Regions from separate parts of the Zea mays genome. Here region 1 is linked to region 2. The links are chromatin contacts, called in public Hi-C maps. All regions are on one chromosome and are shown on one strand. The core of a region is the stretch at or near the end of the contact, and the rest is flanking DNA. Distances in the headings are between cores, read along the strand shown. Region 1 holds the start of LOC103632776 (pentatricopeptide repeat-containing protein At1g63400). Region 2 holds the start of LOC100501225 (Zinc finger protein 8).

Region 1 (3,197 bases), core at 288-2,787, 160 kb before region 2:
ACATCTAGCACAAGACCTTTAGAACGCATTGTGCGGAGCAGGGTCAGTAAATATTCCCATCCTTTTGCTTTTACCAACCAAGTATTCAGGCGAAAAAAATGATCAGGAACTAAACATCCTTCTGAATATTCAAGAAAAACTTTGATTGCTGCACCAAATTCTCGATTTTTGCAGAAACTGTCAATTACCATACCAATGGTAAAGTTGTTTGGAAAAACATTTCTACTGGTCATATCCATATAGGTTTGCAACATTTCATGTAGCTCTCCAGCCATGCACAAACCATGAATCAAAGTATTGAATGCCACGACGTCATATTCAATTCCCTTATTATCCAGTAGGCATTTTGCCACCTTGAATTTTCCAGCCCTACAGAGGCTCCGGATTGCAATAGTAAAACTAAACATATCTGGCCCAATTCCCTTCTTTACAAGATCAACTAACAGCTTCAGGACTCTAGCAATATCACCAGTGTCGCAGAGCCTACTCATCATAGTGTTATAGCAGAACACATCAACATCCCAGTTGAGTTCTTCACTGCATTCCAGCAATGTCAATGCTTCTGAAAACATCGAGCCACGGCACAAGCAATCGAATAGAATATTCACTGTCTCAATGGTCATGTACACTCCTCTGCTATGCATAACATCTACTTGCCGGAATGCCTCATCCAAGAAACCCATTCTGCACAGGGCAGACATGTAAATATTGTAGGTGACAGCATTCGGCGTCCACCCCTTCGCCTCACTCTCCCCTAAAATTCTTTCCACCTTGCCAAATTCCCCTACACGACAAAGCCCCTGGATGAGCACGCTGTATGAGATGACATCCGGTGCGCATCCGACTTGAATCATGGTATCAAGTAACCTCTCCGCCTCGAGGACCCTGCCCTGCTTACAGTACCCGTGCAGGATCGCGGTGTAGGAGCGGACGGTGGGGCACACGCCTACCTCTAGCATGCTGTCAAGGACGCCCCATGCCTCGTCCAGCCGCTGGGAATCGCAGAGTATCCAAATGAGGCAGTTGTACGTGGCAGCGTCAGGGGCGCACTCCATAGCGGCCATGGTTGCGAAGAAGGCACGATACACCGACTCGGAAGAGGCAGCGTCGATGGACTTAAGCAGCGCGGTGAAGGCGGAGGTGGTGGGTCCGATGCCGGAAGCAAGGAGGGAGAAGGCGTCCAATGCGGCGCTTTTGCTGCCGGAGGCGGCGAGAGAGGAAATCAGGGTGGTGAAGAGTGGCGCAGTAGGCGCGAAAGGAAGGGAGAAGAAGAGACGAAGAACCTCGTCGTGGCGGCCGGCGCGGGAGTAGGCGGACATAAGGGCGTTGTAGGCAGTGGGAGTGAGAGTTGCAGGCACAGCGCCGGCAGGGGGGAAGGGCGAGCGGGAGCGGGAGTCGGCGAGGGAGGCGACCGCCGACAGGAAGGACGTGAGCTTGCGGTCAAAGGGACAGCGGCAAGGTAGGGAGGGGCGGAAGGGCATAGGAGGCGGCGACGGCGGCGGGCGGCGAGGGGGGCAGCACGGGAAATGGCAGGGTTTTTGCTGAGGGGGGTTTTAGGGGAATTTGCAGTTCCCGTCTCAAACGGGCTGCTGGGTCATTGGGCCGAGCCGGCCAGCTGGATTTCAGCCTCTATTGACGTTTGGTTCACATTTTCATGTTTCTTTTATCTTTTCTCCATCTACTATATTAAAGCACTAGTATCATACGTCACATGTAAGACATATAGGTTCATTTTTCTCCGATTCTTGCCTAACAAATATACGTCACATGTAAGACATATAGGTTCATTTTTCTCCGATTCATGCCTAACAAATGAGACATGTTCCTCTTCCCTGCTTCACGCCTAAAATAGGCTTTAAGAAACCACTCAAGCCTAACACGACAGAAAGTCAAATGCAGCTAGAGTTGGTAATGAATCATGTTCCAAATGGTTATTCACAAAATGTTTGGTCCTAAATAAATTTTAGTTTAAAAAGAAATATAAATAGAGACCGATCATAATCTGATTCGATATTAAATCTTATAGTGTAAAATCTAGAGCCCATTGTCACCCCTACACACAGCACAACACTCCCATATAATACCACCCTCGCTAGATGAAGAAGAATAAGCGATTGAGCAGCCTATAAAAAAAGGGGTTGAGTTATTAAACTCATATCTTTCTTGGCTTTTGGCTAAGATAATGTGTAATATTTGTTCTCATCAGTTTAATATCTAGTATGCAGACTATATGTTTAGTCTAATATTAAATTTATTTTTATAGATATATTACATGTCATTGCAAAGCACGATCATTGTACTATTTTTTGAAAGAAATACCGCTGTCAACATTTTTCATTGTACCTTTGGAACCATTACTTTCCTTTTTAAAATGAACCATGTTTTTTCCTAAAAAAACTATAACAACACTTCTTCCTCATGCCATGACCCCGCCCTAAAACCATAACCTCGTTCCTCACAAATACTAGTAGAACTATAAAACCATACAAAAAATATGTTGTCATATTTTTGTCACAAATTTTCCACATTAGTAGAATCTAAAACAAAAACAAAAACCGTTAACAACCATGAGGAATTTCTTTTCAATTAAGTTAGAAAAGAGTTGATTCAATTTATCCAAAAAAATGGGTCTAAAACCTTACAATTGAAAGGAAAACCACTAAAACCCTAAAATAAGCACCATGGCCAAAGATGGTTAACCCAAATCCTACCAGTTATTCCATGTGTTACAATTTATAATCTGTTTGACTTTTCGTACCAAATTTGTTGGGCTCGTCTTATTCATTTTTGCAAAAAAATCAAAGACAAACTTAAAGTATATTATACGGTAAACAAATTCACGATAAAAATGATAATAATTGTTAGATTTTTTAATAAGATGAGTGGTTCAAACTTAGGCTAAAAAGTCAAACAAATTATAATTTGTGACGGAGGGAGTACAAATCATTGTTTTGAGCTCGATAACATAGCCGAGTAGCTCCAATTTTTTGTACTGGACTAAACCCAAACCTCAAAATCACAAACACACCAGTAAGAAAACTTCACGTACCCTTAAGAGATTGTTGAAAATCATTGTGTCCGAGCTGCACTAGAACTCTGCACACACAATCAAGCAAGACAAGTGTCCATGCATGGTGCGGTGCAAAACCAAAGTAAAAGCTATTGGGGAATAAGACCTCTGAAATGACACTTCTAGG
Region 2 (3,499 bases), core at 650-3,149:
GACAGTGCTTGCGAAATGATATTTGGGCTGGCGGCAGCATCAGTGACAGTGCTGATAACTAACTACTAATCATTATGGGGGCCGTCTCTACTATGATCCCCAGCATGCATGCTGCCGACTATATATTCCCCCTTTTTTCCTTGTGAAGGCTAAGGATCGAGAGACCCCCCCAGATTTAATTAAGGCATATGATAGATACGGTCGAGTGGACAAGATGACAGACGAGAAAAAAAAATAAAAAGCATCGATCTATGTGGGTAGTTGATCTTTCGACAAAGCTCCTGTCATGCTTGCTTCATAAAAACAAAGGTTCGTTGTGGCGAGGCGAGGCGCGCGCTAGCTAGCTACCGCACCTTTCGACATATATGGCAGCCAGCAAGCAGCACGCACGTTGTCGCAGCGCAGATCAGCAGAGCTCTCTCTCTCTCTCTCTCTCTCTCTATCTCTATCTCTCTCTCTCCCATCGCCCGGAAACGTGACCACTACATGGTAGCTAGCGTAGCGACAGGTAGCAGCAGCCGCCCGATAAGGCGATAACAGCCATCTACCTTTCTCACCCTAAAACAATATAATATTCTGGACATAGTGCGATGAGCGCTCAATGCAATCCGTATTGTTCTAGCTGCTGGGTGGGGCCGGGCCGGTATCTATGGTCGATTTTATTTATTTATTTATCTGATATATTTATGTATCTGTTTATTGTAATAGTACGACGTATATTATCACACCATGCTATATATACATCGAAGGAAAGGACGCGCGTCCGCTATTGGTTTCAACGCGCCCATACACATGATGGGGGTGTGCGCTAGCTTTGCCGATATATTTGGCCGCAGCGAACGCGAACATTCCTTTCTTCCCCTCCAACCAGAGCGAACAGCATATGCACCCTGCAAAGCGTGCATGTGTCCAGTAGTACATCAGCGCAGCGCAGGTGGTGAGCCTCTCTGTATCGCTTTAATCATATGGACAGACACAGACACCGCGCGGAGGGGGTGAAAAAACACAAAGTGAGAGCGCTGATGAGTGGCTTGATTATGAATTATGGCGAAAGGGCAAAGGAAAACATAGGATGATGAGCCTAGAGTTGTACAACATCTGCTGCGTGTGCGTCGTCGATGATCATATCGATCTGAGTGCCTGCCTATACATGTAGGCCTATATTCATAAGTTTAGCTGTGTGTGTGTGTGTGGTGACGAGGAGAGATATTTTAGGACGTTCCCATATGGGGTATGGCTTAAGAAAAGAGGGGGAGAGAAATGACCAAGGCACAGACTACTACTAGTCTTTCTGGGAGGGGATGGGAAGAGGAGGTAGAGAGAAACCAGTCACACACACGCAGGCGCACCTAGAGCTAGCTAAGGCAATGCAGCAAGGCACAAGAGGCTATACAATTAACGTAGTAGTAGTATGTAGTAAGGACCACTGCTTGCGAGCACAAGCCTGCCTGCCTGCAGAGCTCCAGATGTAAAGAAGCCAACAGCTATAAAGAGCCTCTCCATAAAACAGCTAGCCAGTACGTACCACCCCCACATATAGCTATGTAGCGCGGCAGGCCCACGCTCAGAGCTTGTCACGTACTACTAGCTAGCAGCTTAGTGTTCACTGATGCTTACACATGCATGCATGAAAGCGCCAGAGAAATGAAGAAAGCAAAGAAAAAAAAAGAGAGAGAGAGGGGGAGATGCATGATGGCCTTTCGTCTCTCTCAGTGGCAGGTACTTGTATTGTTATGAGAGAGCTCAAAAGCCTCCGCCGGGTGCAGTAGTACTTGCCAGGGCTTACTGTGTACTATGTATGGCCGGCCGGCCTGCTGGCCACGTACGCCCCCCCGACCCTTCTCAAGAATTTACTGCATCGCCGAGCACCCCCTTGGCACTTGCCCTTGCCCTCGCTCCCGCCACACCCACATCACATCCCTCCCTCCTAGTCCTAGCTACAACGACCAGCGATATAGTAAGGTGACACTTACCCGGCCTGCTCCACACAGTGCCCCAAGCAAAAACCTATCGCTCCTATACATCTGGCAGTTGTGCCACTCCTTTGAGCAACACATCACACCCTCCCTGCTGCGGGCCGGATCGGAGCTGCAGCTGCCCTTGCTTATATTCCCTGGTCTCTCCTCTCCATTGCTTCCTTCAGCTCCTCGCTCTCCTCAGTCCTTACCATCCATCGATCGCGAAGGAAGGGTGCTGAGGAGGCTTTCCCATGCACCCTCGTTCCCTACTAGCCACACACCAGCTATGAGACACCCCGGCTACTTCCTTCTTGGTACGTACTGGTGGCGGTACTGAAAACTACTCCGCAGAGATACACGAGAAGACGTATAGTTCTGTACCTAGCCAAGCCAAGCTACCTCCCTCGCTCGCTCCACACCTGCCTGCATGGGCGGCGGCGGCGAAGGCAGAGACAGCGGCGGCGGCGGCGGCGCGGCGAGCTTTCGGGAGGCGGCTCGTGACTTCAGCAACGTCGCGTCCTTCTCCGAGCTTCCGTTCCTGCAGCGCTCCGCCGCCCCGCCCCGTGGAAGCCCCCACAACTCCGGCATCCGCATCTTCGGCATCGACGTCCCGCACTCCCCACCGGAGAGAAACTCTAATAAAGATGCCACGGCCGCTACTACTACTACCGCCGCCGCTTCCGCCACGCAGAGCAGCGGCGGCGGCGGGGCCACCACCGACAGCAGCAGCAGCAGCAGCCGCAAGTTCGAGTGCCACTACTGCTGCAGGAACTTCCCGACGTCGCAGGCGCTCGGGGGCCACCAGAATGCGCACAAACGCGAGCGGCAGCACGCCAAGCGCGTGCAGATGCAGTCCGCGATGGCCGCCGCCGCAGCCGCGGCGGCGGCGGCTGGCGGCGCGCACCACCACCACCTACTCGGCTACCCGCAGCACCGCTTCGGCGTCGCAGGCCCCACGGTGGCGACATTGTACCCCTCGTGGCCAACAATGAGGCCTCCAGCTCCAGCAGGCGCCGGTGCCGGTGCCGTCGCCATCGGCGGCCCGCAGTTCTACAGCGGGATCGGCTCGATCGCCCAGCCGATCAACGGGAGCCCCCTCCTCACGGCTGCCGGGCTCTGGAGGGGCCCGCCGCCGCCTGCTGCCGGGCATGGGAACGCGAGCTTGCCGTCGTCACCAGGCGGAGAGCGCCGCCGGCCGGTCGCGCTCTCGTCCTCGTCCCCCGTGTTCCGCGGAGACGATCCGAGGGCTTCCACTTCTCTTTTGGCGGCGGCGTCGTCGCCCTCCTCTTCCTCCTCTTTGCTGCTATCTCCACAAGGTCAGTTTGTCTGTGAGCAGCCTGCTGCCACCACTGCGGCCGAGGGCGTGAGCCTAGATTTGCATCTATAATTGTTTCCTTTTGGTCGTCTATGCTGCTTTTAGCGGACGACGGTGGTGTGAGCCTAGATTTTCACTGAATTCAGATTGTGCATGCCTTGTTTCCTGACACGGGTGCACAAGAATTTCATCTATCAAAGTTTCGGAACTTTTTGTCTGTGTGCAT

The links. Hi-C and Micro-C count contacts between places; a contact is called where the count stands out from the background.
Region 1: a Hi-C map of ear shows a contact between it and region 2, with 3 times the contacts expected there. The contact joins the promoter of LOC103632776 here to the promoter of LOC100501225 in region 2. A contact is called at or near these places in 11 of 25 Hi-C or Micro-C datasets (ear, leaf, leaf mesophyll and 2 more) and 1 of 3 datasets of contacts at active chromatin or transcription factors (leaf).

What each region holds. Positions count from the first base shown.
Region 1 is chr1:27,007,293-27,010,489 of Zm-B73-REFERENCE-NAM-5.0, reverse strand. It overlaps LOC103632776 (pentatricopeptide repeat-containing protein At1g63400), which reads right to left and starts at 1,537. Exons shown (of 4, transcript XM_020545580.2): 1 at 1-1,537. The coding sequence starts at 1,481. It also overlaps the pseudogene LOC111590642.
Region 2 is chr1:26,849,787-26,853,285 of Zm-B73-REFERENCE-NAM-5.0, reverse strand. LOC100501225 (Zinc finger protein 8) reads left to right here and starts at 1,899. Exons shown (of 1, transcript NM_001196005.1): 1 at 1,899-3,499. The coding sequence starts at 2,386. The coding sequence ends at 3,345.